Linked DNA regions of Oryzias latipes: region 2 is linked to region 1. A link is a contact called in public Hi-C data. All regions are on one chromosome and are shown on one strand. The core of a region is the stretch at or near the end of the contact, and the rest is flanking DNA. Distances in the headings are between cores, read along the strand shown. Region 1 overlaps fmn1 (formin-1). Region 2 overlaps crim1 (cysteine-rich motor neuron 1 protein).

Evidence for each region. Hi-C and Micro-C count contacts between places; a contact is called where the count stands out from the background.
Region 2: a contact with region 1 is called in a Hi-C map of fibroblasts, with 1.7 times the contacts expected there. The contact joins two enhancer-like sites. A contact is called at or near these places in 2 of 5 Hi-C or Micro-C datasets (fibroblasts and gastrula embryo).

Annotation. Positions count from the first base shown.
Region 1 is chr22:14,342,615-14,347,926 of ASM223467v1, forward strand. fmn1 (formin-1) reads left to right here. Exons shown (of 19, transcript XM_023951602.1): 9 at 624-685; 10 at 807-895; 11 at 1,623-1,752; 12 at 1,838-1,984; 13 at 2,086-2,145; 14 at 2,233-2,353. Among protein-coding and RNA genes, the nearest start is that of LOC101170135, 17 kb to the right of the region's middle. Within about 2 kb of position 3,632, at least 1 of the 8 cell types and tissues checked has an H3K27ac peak or open chromatin away from gene starts, as enhancers often do.
Region 2 is chr22:14,409,051-14,414,310 of ASM223467v1, forward strand. crim1 (cysteine-rich motor neuron 1 protein) reads right to left here. Exons shown (of 15, transcript XM_023951833.1): 7 at 4,465-4,593; 8 at 4,187-4,340; 9 at 2,050-2,171. Among protein-coding and RNA genes, the nearest start is that of crim1, 21 kb to the right of the region's middle. Within about 2 kb of position 2,636, at least 1 of the 8 cell types and tissues checked has an H3K27ac peak or open chromatin away from gene starts, as enhancers often do.

The DNA.
Region 1 (5,312 bases), core at 2,382-4,881:
CAACCGTCAGCTGATCCAGGAGCAGTGGAGCCATCTTGACGGCCTCCCACTCGATCACACAGCAATAAACCTGAGACTGCTCTCAGACACTGAACAGGAATACCTTTTTTTCCATCGTGTCCAAATCTATTGTACCTTCCATGCGCACTTGCATTTGTTAGGTAAAGCAATGTTCTGAACCCCCGTGAGTTCACTTCCTATTGCACCTCCCTCCGTAATCATAATGATTGTGGTGGTTCATTCCTTCTCTCATCTCTACTGAGGACCTTTATTCTTTCTGTGAATGAGAAAGGAGGAAAGAATTGCCAATTCTGGTACGGTGTTTGTGGCTTTTGCCCCCCCAGTGCAACTGCACTTCCACGTCCACCACATTAAAAATACTTAAAGTGTCAAACATTTAAACAAGGTTTCTCAGATGTGATAAAATCTACAAGAACTGGTCTTTTTTTTATTGAATATGTATTTTTTTATGTTTTTGTTAAACATTTAACAGATTTACAAGCTGTCATCTGTGTATTTCTTTATTTGAGGCCCGTTTACTGTAGATACTATAAGGATGTCATTCTTGGGCCAAGATTTTACCCGTTTATGAGAGCGACTGTGTTTTATGCTGTCTTTACCAGCTGTTCTCAATGTGGACAACTCTGTGGTGGATTTGGAGACCATTGAGGCTTTATATGAAAATGTAAGTAGCTGCGTGATTCATAAAATAAAGAAAAAAAGCCTGTTATAAGGGAAGTCCATGTTGCCTCACTCAAACAGTTCCTTTTATTTCTAAAGTGAAATTCTGTTTTCTGTCTTTGCAGAGAGCCACTAGTGAGGAGATGGAAAGGATTTTGAGCCATTTTCAGACATCTAAAGAAGATGAAGCCAAACTGCTGGACAAACCAGAACAGTAAGATCATTTCTGGCAGATTATTATGCAAACTTTTTCTACAAAAAAAAATATTTAAAAGCATTGTTCTGCAACATTTTTGTGCATACAAATACTTTTTATTTATTTAGTGTTGGATTAAAGCAATTGTTAGCTTATTTATAGAGGTCTTGTCTGTATTGCACCCAAAAGTGACATTTTGATAGTTTTTGTGATCTCTTTGCCTACGGACGCATTAATGGATGTTGCTGCGGGGCCTCGATAGTGCAGGTCACTTATCGAGGCTTGGACCCAGCGGTGCCGCTTAGCCTGGCCTTCCTATTTCCATGTTTGACCAGAGCTGTCACTAGAGCTGCCTGAGTCATCTTTACTCAGTGTCTGCCTCCATCAGCAGGGGCTAATCACGCAGGATGTTACCGCTCCACTCCCCTCCGACACGGCACTGTTTACACAAGTCGTCCCGCATCAGGCCAGAGCTACCTTTGATCAGTCTCCGTGCGCCGCTCGCTGCTTTCCCTCCACCCGACCCCATGGACTTTTCAAACCTAGCCGAGCAGCACTGCTCATGACTATCAGCTGCCTGCCTCTCTGTGTAAAGCAACATTGACTCAGGCAGCCTCCGTGGGGAAGCTCGGCCTGCCAAAGCCCTGAAATAGTTCTTCCTGTTAGACGTTTTGTTTAATTCTGTCATAACACATCACACCCCATTCCTCCTCCGTCCAACCCTCCTCCACTTTTTGTTTTCCAGGTTTCTCTATGAGCTCTCCCAGATTCCTAACTTTGCTGGCCGGGCCCATTGTATCATCTTCCAGTCGGTATTTCTTGACACTATCTCCTCTTTACATCGCAAGGTGGAGATTATCTCTAGTGTCTGCAAAGTAAGGTCATCAACAAACACGGCTTCAAAATCATCATAACCATGTTTTTAACCCAAAAATCTTTGTGCGTGGGTTTCTTTGGCAGGACCTACTGGAGTGTAACGCCTTACAGGATGTAATGGGTCTTGTTCTGGCCTTTGGGAACTACATGAATGGAGGTAACCGGACCAGAGGTCAGGCTGATGGCTTTGGACTTGAGATCCTCCCTAAGCTAAAAGATGTCAAGAGCAGGGTAAATATTTCCCAAAAGCTTACCAAAGTACCAAAATGGTGAAATAAATATTAACTTTAGGCTTTAACTGTTATCTTGTTTGTCTATTAAACTTTCCTCAGGACAATCACATCAACCTGGTGGATTACGTGGTTCTATACTACCTACGTAATTTTGACAAGGTCAATCAAATCGATGAAATCAGAAAGCTAATTTTTTCTTTTGTTCAGGCACATTTATGAGCTGTTTTCTTGTTTGCTTTTTTATAGCATGCTGGTACAGAAAAGAGTGTGTTCCCTCTGCCTGAGCCTCAAAACTTCTTTCAAGCTGCTCAGGTCAAGTTTGATGACCTCGCCAAAGACGTCCGAAAACTGAAGAGAGATCTAACTGGTAGGACTTGACCTTTGTTGCATCCATCAAGACTCAGATATGTCACTCCATTGGTTTTTTACTGCTGTGGACATATTTATTTCAGTTTTAATCAGTCAGGGTGATGGTAAACATAACCATCCTTCACCAGATCAGTTCGAAAACGTAAATGTACTTACCGTGGACTTTAGCCGAACCCCTTCTGACAGATTTCGTCATGTGGGCCTCTGATCTCCTGCAGCAACTTTTGAGGTCCCAAAAATGTTACCTTGACTGCTTTGTCATCACAAAAGTAGATAAATACTTTTTTTATGTATAGCTGTATTAAAATTTTTGGGATAAATAAAAAATATATATTCTGGTGGTTGGTGCCTAGCCACACAGTGGTCTCGCCTGGCAGCCACTTAGTCTTGGCGAGGTCCATTCAGGGTTAAAGGCGATGCACCCCACTCCCTGGGTGTCTGTGGTTATTTAAATCAAGCAATAATACGGCATATGAAAGCAATTAGATATGCTCCACATTGCTGTTAAAAGGCTCTTTTCTCTGACCCGAGGGAAAAATACAAAGAGCCTGCTAAGGAGCCCAGACCCACCTCAAGCTGTCACTCATTTATTAGGAAAAATGGAAGACTTGAAGACAATAAATGTAACATAAGGGCCCTCGTATTTGATCTCTGCTGCAGCGCAGTCTGGCACAGTAGTCCTCGGGGGTATTAGCGTCAGAAGGCTAGCGCAGGTCTGGGTGTTAGGGGAGCTCCACCTATGACTCCGACCATTTTTATCCTCTCCATCCGCCAGAAATAAATATTTATGCCTGGCTATTATAAACCAGCCTAAAGAATGCAACTGTTCTTAATTATAAAGCTAACACAGATCACCTCCACCCGCTACATGAACGCTGTCTGACACTGAGAAGCTAACACTAAATCACATTTTGGTTTACACGCACTGTTTGACTTTGGCAAGCTGAGCGGCCTGCCCCTCACCTGATCCTGAGGTGGCGACTGCAGTGATCGGCGGTGTCTTCCCCCCACAGACTAGGGTCAAAGGTCAGGAGACTTATTACTGATAGTAAGAAACACATCTCTGTCTGTGCAATCCTGTCCTTCATTCAGCAGAAAAGAGCGTTTCCCTGTGTGCATCACAGCATTCAGGTCTCCAAACGGACTTTGAGCAGAAAATTTGATTCACTGTCTGTAGTGATGCTCCTGGATGTGCCGTCGTCTGCCTCGCTGCCCCCATCTTCACTGGGGACTGACGAAACACGATCCTCTTTTGATGAGGCTTCCTGTTTGGGGAGAGGGTGATGACCTCTTTCTGGGCTCCACTCAAGGGAGAGGGATGAGTGAGAGGCCACGAGGACCTACTGTAGGTTTCTACATTCAGACAAATAGCTAAGTTTATACCAAAGTCTATACAACAGACCTTTTTTAAGTTCCCCAGTAGCCGACACTTTTTAGCCGTTCAGACTGGTGATTACTTTCAAAGATTCCTTTAACTGCCACGTAATTGGACCTGACATGTAGGCAGGGATGCAACTGAATGAAATAGTATCAAATAAAAAGGAACAGTCAGAGCTCATTTGCTGCTCAGGGGAGTTTAGTGTTTCACAGAAGGCTTGGCCGGGGTTATGCATTCATCACTATGGCAAATCAGACAGTGTCCTGATTTTAAATGGCCTTTAATGTCAGGTTCAGTCAGGCCCCTTAGCCTGAGGTCTGTTTTACGACAGAGGCTCCACTCAAAGCAGCCGTGTGAAGCCAGCACCCAGGTTCTGTCACTTCCACCACCGAATGCAAGGAAAAAACGTTTTATTTTTTATTTTTTAAAGACTTTACAGGATTGATCGCCCAAGCAAAGGTCGCGTCTTAATCTCAACTGGACATCTCTAAATATTTAGAGGACTGTACTGAAAAATGCCATTAATTTGAGCTGAAAGTCACCATGAAACAGCACATTTTATATGTGTATGAATAAATGTGTTCTCTCGTCTAAACAATAAAAAATAAAATAAAAACTATGAGACAAGCTCTCCTCATTTTCATTTACGCAGACAAAAATGAGGGAGGAGAGCTTCGGTTAGGTTGTAGATTTCCCAGCTGAGACAACTCTTTGGCTGGCCTTGCTGACAGGATTTTTTTGATCACTCAGTAAGAGAAGCTAAAGGTCTTTATATTATTAGGAATAATTGAAATTATTTCAGATAAAATAAAAACACCTATCACCATGCTTCATTGTTAAGAAGAAAATAAAACTCAAATTAAGGCCCCTGATGACTGAAGGATTCTGTCTAGCCTGATGGCATCACTTGTGTTACTTGGAGAAGAAACTTCCCTTTGAATACACAGGTTTCCAAAAAATAAAAAGTTATTGTCACTTTCAGACAATGTCTCAAAGTCGAGCTTTGAGTTTGATTCTTTGCAGCTGCTTTGTTTTTGTGGGCTTCCTCTTTGCGGCCTTTGCTGTCTGGACCACATTTGGAAGCTCGCCGCCTTTAAATTGTAGACTTGCTGTTTTGAACACGTTTTTTTAATGGGTCCTTTCGAGTTGGGGGATTTCTGGTAATGATTTTTTCCATCTCCAAACAGAATATTATGGGTAACATTTGTAGTTTTTTATTTATTTATTTTTTAAGTAATCTTTGGCTAAAGAGATCACCTTAAAATGCAAGTCTCTCTACAGCTGTAAGTAGTCTGTTGATGGTTGCGTGTTGTGCCTCCTCTCAATTTTATCAAGACATCTCATAAATAAAGGCTGTAATGACCAGATTTCCAGCATTGCAGGTGTAACGGCAACACATGCAAACACAAGAGAGCCAAACTCCCCCCAGAAAGCGGTGGCGGCGGAGCAAAGTGAGACCGCAGCCAGACCTGTTAATGCTCTTGTTCTTTTGCAGAAGTATTTAGCTATGCAGTCATAAGCAAGTGGAGGTATTTATAGCAGCCATTAATGACTTACAGGTTGGTGGATTGTGCCAGAG
Region 2 (5,260 bases), core at 1,386-3,885, 65 kb after region 1:
CAATAATTGCATATAATTACGCAAAATATGCATAAACTGCAAAATTCTCAACTGACCAAAAATTACGAGCAGCTCAAAACGGAATTTACCTAAAGACCCGTCAGCCCAAACCGTCAACGGAGTTCTGCGCACATTAATGAACCCAAAAAAAACTTATGAGTTACGTAAATTATGCATTTATTGTGAAAGACCAAAATTTCATAAGTGGGCAATGCTTGTTAATTTTATTAATTTTAATTTTATTCTTTTATTGTTGTTTTATTGTTTTATTGATTTTATTGTTTCTTAATTGTATCATATTGTTTCTGATTTTATGTTTAGCACTTTCGCTGCCTCTGCTTTTATAAGTGCTATACAAATAATAAATTGATTGATTGATTAAATGTGCACAATGTACGTAGTGGCCTTAAGATAAACACCAGTTTAATTATGAATGTATTAAAACAGGTTAGTGGTCAGACACAAAGCTTGCAGTGCAATAACAATAGAGAGAAAAATGAAACCATTTGTATCTTTTCACTGTTCATTGACTCTGACAGGAACCATAATGAGGTCCAAGAAAGGAAGACAAAAACAGAGAACCTGCAGTCAAACTTAAAAACAAAAAATATCAAACTCCTTTGTTTGGGAGATTTCAACCAGCTTTCTCATGGCTGTCACTTAGATACTTCTGGGTCATTTCACGAAGTGAGGGACTTTCCTAAACACTTTGACTGCACCCAGGGACCTTATTAAAAGCCAAACTTACTAAGTTGTCACAGCACTACTTTAAAGCTTAAAGAAATCCAGAACAAAGACAAGTCCACTCAACTGTACAGCATAAAAACATTTCCAAAATAAAGATATTTTCCCATGCACCTTAAAAAAAATCTGATTTAAAAAATCCCATCAACTGTCCATTGGGTGTTAGCTTTATCAGTGTTTGTGGAAAGGAGGCTCTGAGTGCACACATAACCTTTTCATGAAGGAGAACTGTATCAGGCTCAAATATTTATAATACCTGGCAGAGTAAACATCCCTTAATGTGGCTGGGCATAAATTTGGCCTCTGTATGCAAGCTTTAAACTCATGCACGGCAGGAATCTAATTAAAGTTACACACATTCCCCAGCATTAAAGTAAACAACAACAGGAACAAAACGAGCACACATAAAACCACCAGCACAGGAGCAATGGATCATTTAGAATAAGAGCTTCCACTGCAGGATCAAAAGGTCACTGCTGTGTGACTTCTCAGTGTGTCCTGTGCTCCAAAATAACTTATTATTCATTAAATAACTAATATAAGAGCAACTTAGTGTAGACTATATACTGTAATGATAATATAAAACTGGGATAAAATGCACCCCATTCATCTGTGTAAATGTTTACCTAAGATGTAAGGAGGAGCAAAGGCAATCCAATAACTTTGCAGAGTTGTACTTTCCTTAAAGACCCACTTAGATGAAAACTGCGTTTTTAACATGTTTTTGTAGCATTTTTCTGATGATGGAAGTCATATATAAAGAAAATTAAGATTAAATTTGTATTTCTTAGTATTTGTTTGATCAAGTCGTTGTGAATTAAGAGCAGATGATAAAATTGCTGTTTGAAAAAGAGCATATCTGTTTTGCAGAAAATACACTGGGTGGGGCCACAAGCTCCCTTCTTCACAGACAAATAAATCGATGTACGTCTTTCTTTTCCTCGTCTGAGCTGGAATCTGGCTCAAAACTGAACGGCTGGATAGCTCCAATATTGCTCACCGTTTTTGTTACACCAGTAATGTTAGGTCGGAGGTGTGAGGGGCTGTTAGCTGTTAGGAGAGTGTGTAAACACATAGCTGTCAGCTATGGGGAGGGGAGGTGGTGTGGGGCTTCCCACAACTCAGAGGCGATTTTCTAAAAAACTACTGCAGAAACTATGGCCTAGAAAATGACAAGTTTTTGAATTTTGGCTAAAAACAGCATAATCAAAAATAAAAGATTACTGGGAACGCTATTACAATACATCAAAAGATGATCGGAGTGGGACTTTAAAAAAGGTAGTAGAAGCAATGATGTACTCTCACCTTTGCACATGCACACAGAGCAGCCCTTTCTGTTCTGCCGGTAGCCGTTATTGCAGTGCTTGTCACAGGTAAAGGGCGGACACTTGACACAGCGACACATCTCACAGCCGTGTTTGTTCCTCCTGCAGGGGGAAAGACAGGCAAACATTTTCCATCATCCAAGGAAGTAAACAATACCTGCCGTCACTGAATTTCAAAGAGCATCCAGTACCACTTCAAATTCTGCAAAACCCAGATGCTCAAGTAATCAACATCTGGACAGGTTTTCTTTCTTCCATATTAACTGCCTTTGAAGTAAGGCAAATAAAAGGCCTACATGTGAGATCCCTGTGGTTTGCTCATCATACCAACCTTAAAGACTTAAAGAGGCAGACTATAGTTAATTCACATGCTTTTAATTCAACCTGCTGCCATCTTTATTGGCCCAAAAGCCTCAGGCAAACCTATAAAGGCATAAGTGAGCTGTGGCCTTCTGAAGACTAGCATTGACAATAAGGGCTTGTTAATAATATTGAGGCTTCTGATGCAAGCTGGCAGCTGTAAACCTCCTCAAACTGAGCAGGAGGGAAACCTGAGACGGCAAAGTTAAAGGAACAAGCTCGCACGCAGGGAGAAGAGTGTCTCAAAGTGCAGAATGTGGAAACTGGACAGTTGGGTTCAATTATCCGCCTAATAAAAGACGGACTAGCAGGTTGATGAATTGTCAAAACGGAGATGAAAGAAGGAGCCGCACCTACCCGGCTCTCATTCTGGACTTCCTCTGTTTCATTGCTTGCCTCATTTTTTTCCCCTCCGTCACTAAGCCTTCCGCTCTGCTTTTTTTTTTTTCCTGCAGAAAAGTGATGATCTCTATTTCATCCTTAGGCCTCATTAGCCCAGGTTAATTACTTTATCAATCATCGCCTGCCAAAATCAAAACAGGCCCACGTGTGAGGCCCTGTGAGAAGATGGCAAGAAGAAAGATGTGTCCTCACTTTCAATGATAGCTCTTGCATTTATCTATTAGGTCTTTCCTCCACTTCTGCCCTTTAGTCATAAAACAAAACATGATTCTGTTCCTATTTTTAGAGAAAAGCTCTCTGTTATGGTGCAATACGTTGAGACTCTCACAGGTATGGAAACTGTGCATCGCTGTAGAAATACTGTCCGTTGACCTTAGATCAGAGCTTTTGTTCAAAGATAGTGTGAGGAATGTCAAGCAGCACTTTGGGCTCCAGGGGGATATAGAAAGGCTTAGGAAGACAGCGAGGCCCCTGGCCAGGGACCGCTGGCACTGCACTTTTTCCAGTGTGGTGCAGCTGTGATGATTAGAAAAATGCCCTTCTTGACATAAACAGTTAAAAACAAAATTCTGATTATGGATGACAGAAAAATTGAGATTCTGCTGTAGGAATTCCCTTATTGCTATTATTTTTCTAAACTGTAATACAAGAGAAGTAAACATGTGCTTCAGGACTTTTCCGAAAAAATTATGTTTAATCTGTGTATTACAGCACTAGCTGCATGTGATTAATGTCTCCTGAATAAACAGAAATCATTCACTCTTTCCATTGTGGCCTCGTGTGAGAGACAACGGATCTACGCTCTGCAGCGTGCAGCGATTCAAACTTCTGACAGCTGCTTATGAAGGATAAAACCAAGACTTCCTGATCCCCTTCCCCCCAACAGACACCGGATCTTCCTCATCCTCTGCAGACATACCAAGCTCATCTTAAGCCATAGCTCAGGTTAATACATCAAAAGGTTGACTGTATATGTTCCACGAAGGCCCCTTTTGTCCTGATAGGTTTTTGATCGTTGTTATGAGACGGGAAGATGATTTATAAAATGAGAATGGCGAAAGCGTCCCGGCACAAAGAGCTTCCAGATGTTTGATTGGTTTAAATGGGCTTAAATGGGTTTCAGGGGAAAGGAGGTGATGGGGGGGGGCTGAGATGCGTATGTGGACCTCACAGTAGCTCACACGCAAACATAGCCTTACACACTGTAAAGTATATGATCCTGACATTCAAACAATAGTAGCAAAAGTTCACAAATAGGCGCTGGTTGTGTGGTGTAATCAAATTTACTGTAATTTCTATCGTGGTATGGATTTATTTTTTTCAATAATTAAATGTATGGAGGCTGGTTTACGTACACATATCCATATGGGCAGGTCTTTGTGCAGGTCAGAGGTCGGCACTTGGGCATCGGAGTGACGCAATCACACACCTCACAGCCAAAGTCATCCTTCTCAAATCCCAGTGGGCACTGGAGAGAGCAGTGTCTTCCCAGGTCTGGGCAGGAGTCATCTGAAAAAGTTAACAGAAAGGGACTCTCATCGTGAACATAACCTATCATGAAGTCAATGAAACAAGGTAAATAAAAAATTTATTCCCAAAAAATTCTGGATGGAATTAAAAAAGACAGACTTACTGTTGAGACACTGGCAAAGGAGACACCCGTTTACATCCTGATAGAAGCCATAAGGACAGTCGTTCACTGACAGGGAGCAGTTTTGCAAGGGAGGGCAGAGAATCGGGCTCACGGTTTCATAAGTTGGCTCTGAAAAAAGAAAGAGGCATTGAAAGGAGAGTACTTTATAGATAGAAAAAAAACATACTTATCTTTGTAGACTTGCCAGCATGTGCAACAAATACTGATTTATGTGAGACAAAGACACTCAAAAGTCTTTTTTTGCAAGGTTAAGTCAGGAGTCTTCCCATTTAGGTTTAGTCTCAGTTTGTTATAAAAATAGCTAATATAAATATTTACTGTTACAAATTGCCTTTACTGCGTTTAAACAACTTGTGGGCGCAGAATTACAGGCTTTTTGTATTCCTGCATTTGCAATGCAAAAAAAATATCATAAAGACAGCTTTTATTTTTAGACTTGACAGTGAACTCCAGCAGTCATGGAGCTTAAAAACGAGAACAAAACATGTTCACAAGTACCAAACCCTGGCAGAAACAAGGGACCAAGAACATCAACAGTGGTCAATTAAGCATTTTTTGCAAAAATGGAACCCCATACCTCAAGGCTCATACCTCAAGTACCCGAGTGTCTGGGACTTGTTCAGTCCCAGTTCAGTCCCAGTCTCAACTCCAAATCCCTCTAAAATGAGTTGGACCTGTTTTTCATGTTTTTGAAAACTTTGTGGTAGTCACCATTTTGGCTGAATAAGAAGTTAGCTGCCCCTGCTGCCTTTTTTCAAAAATGAGAGCTGTTTTG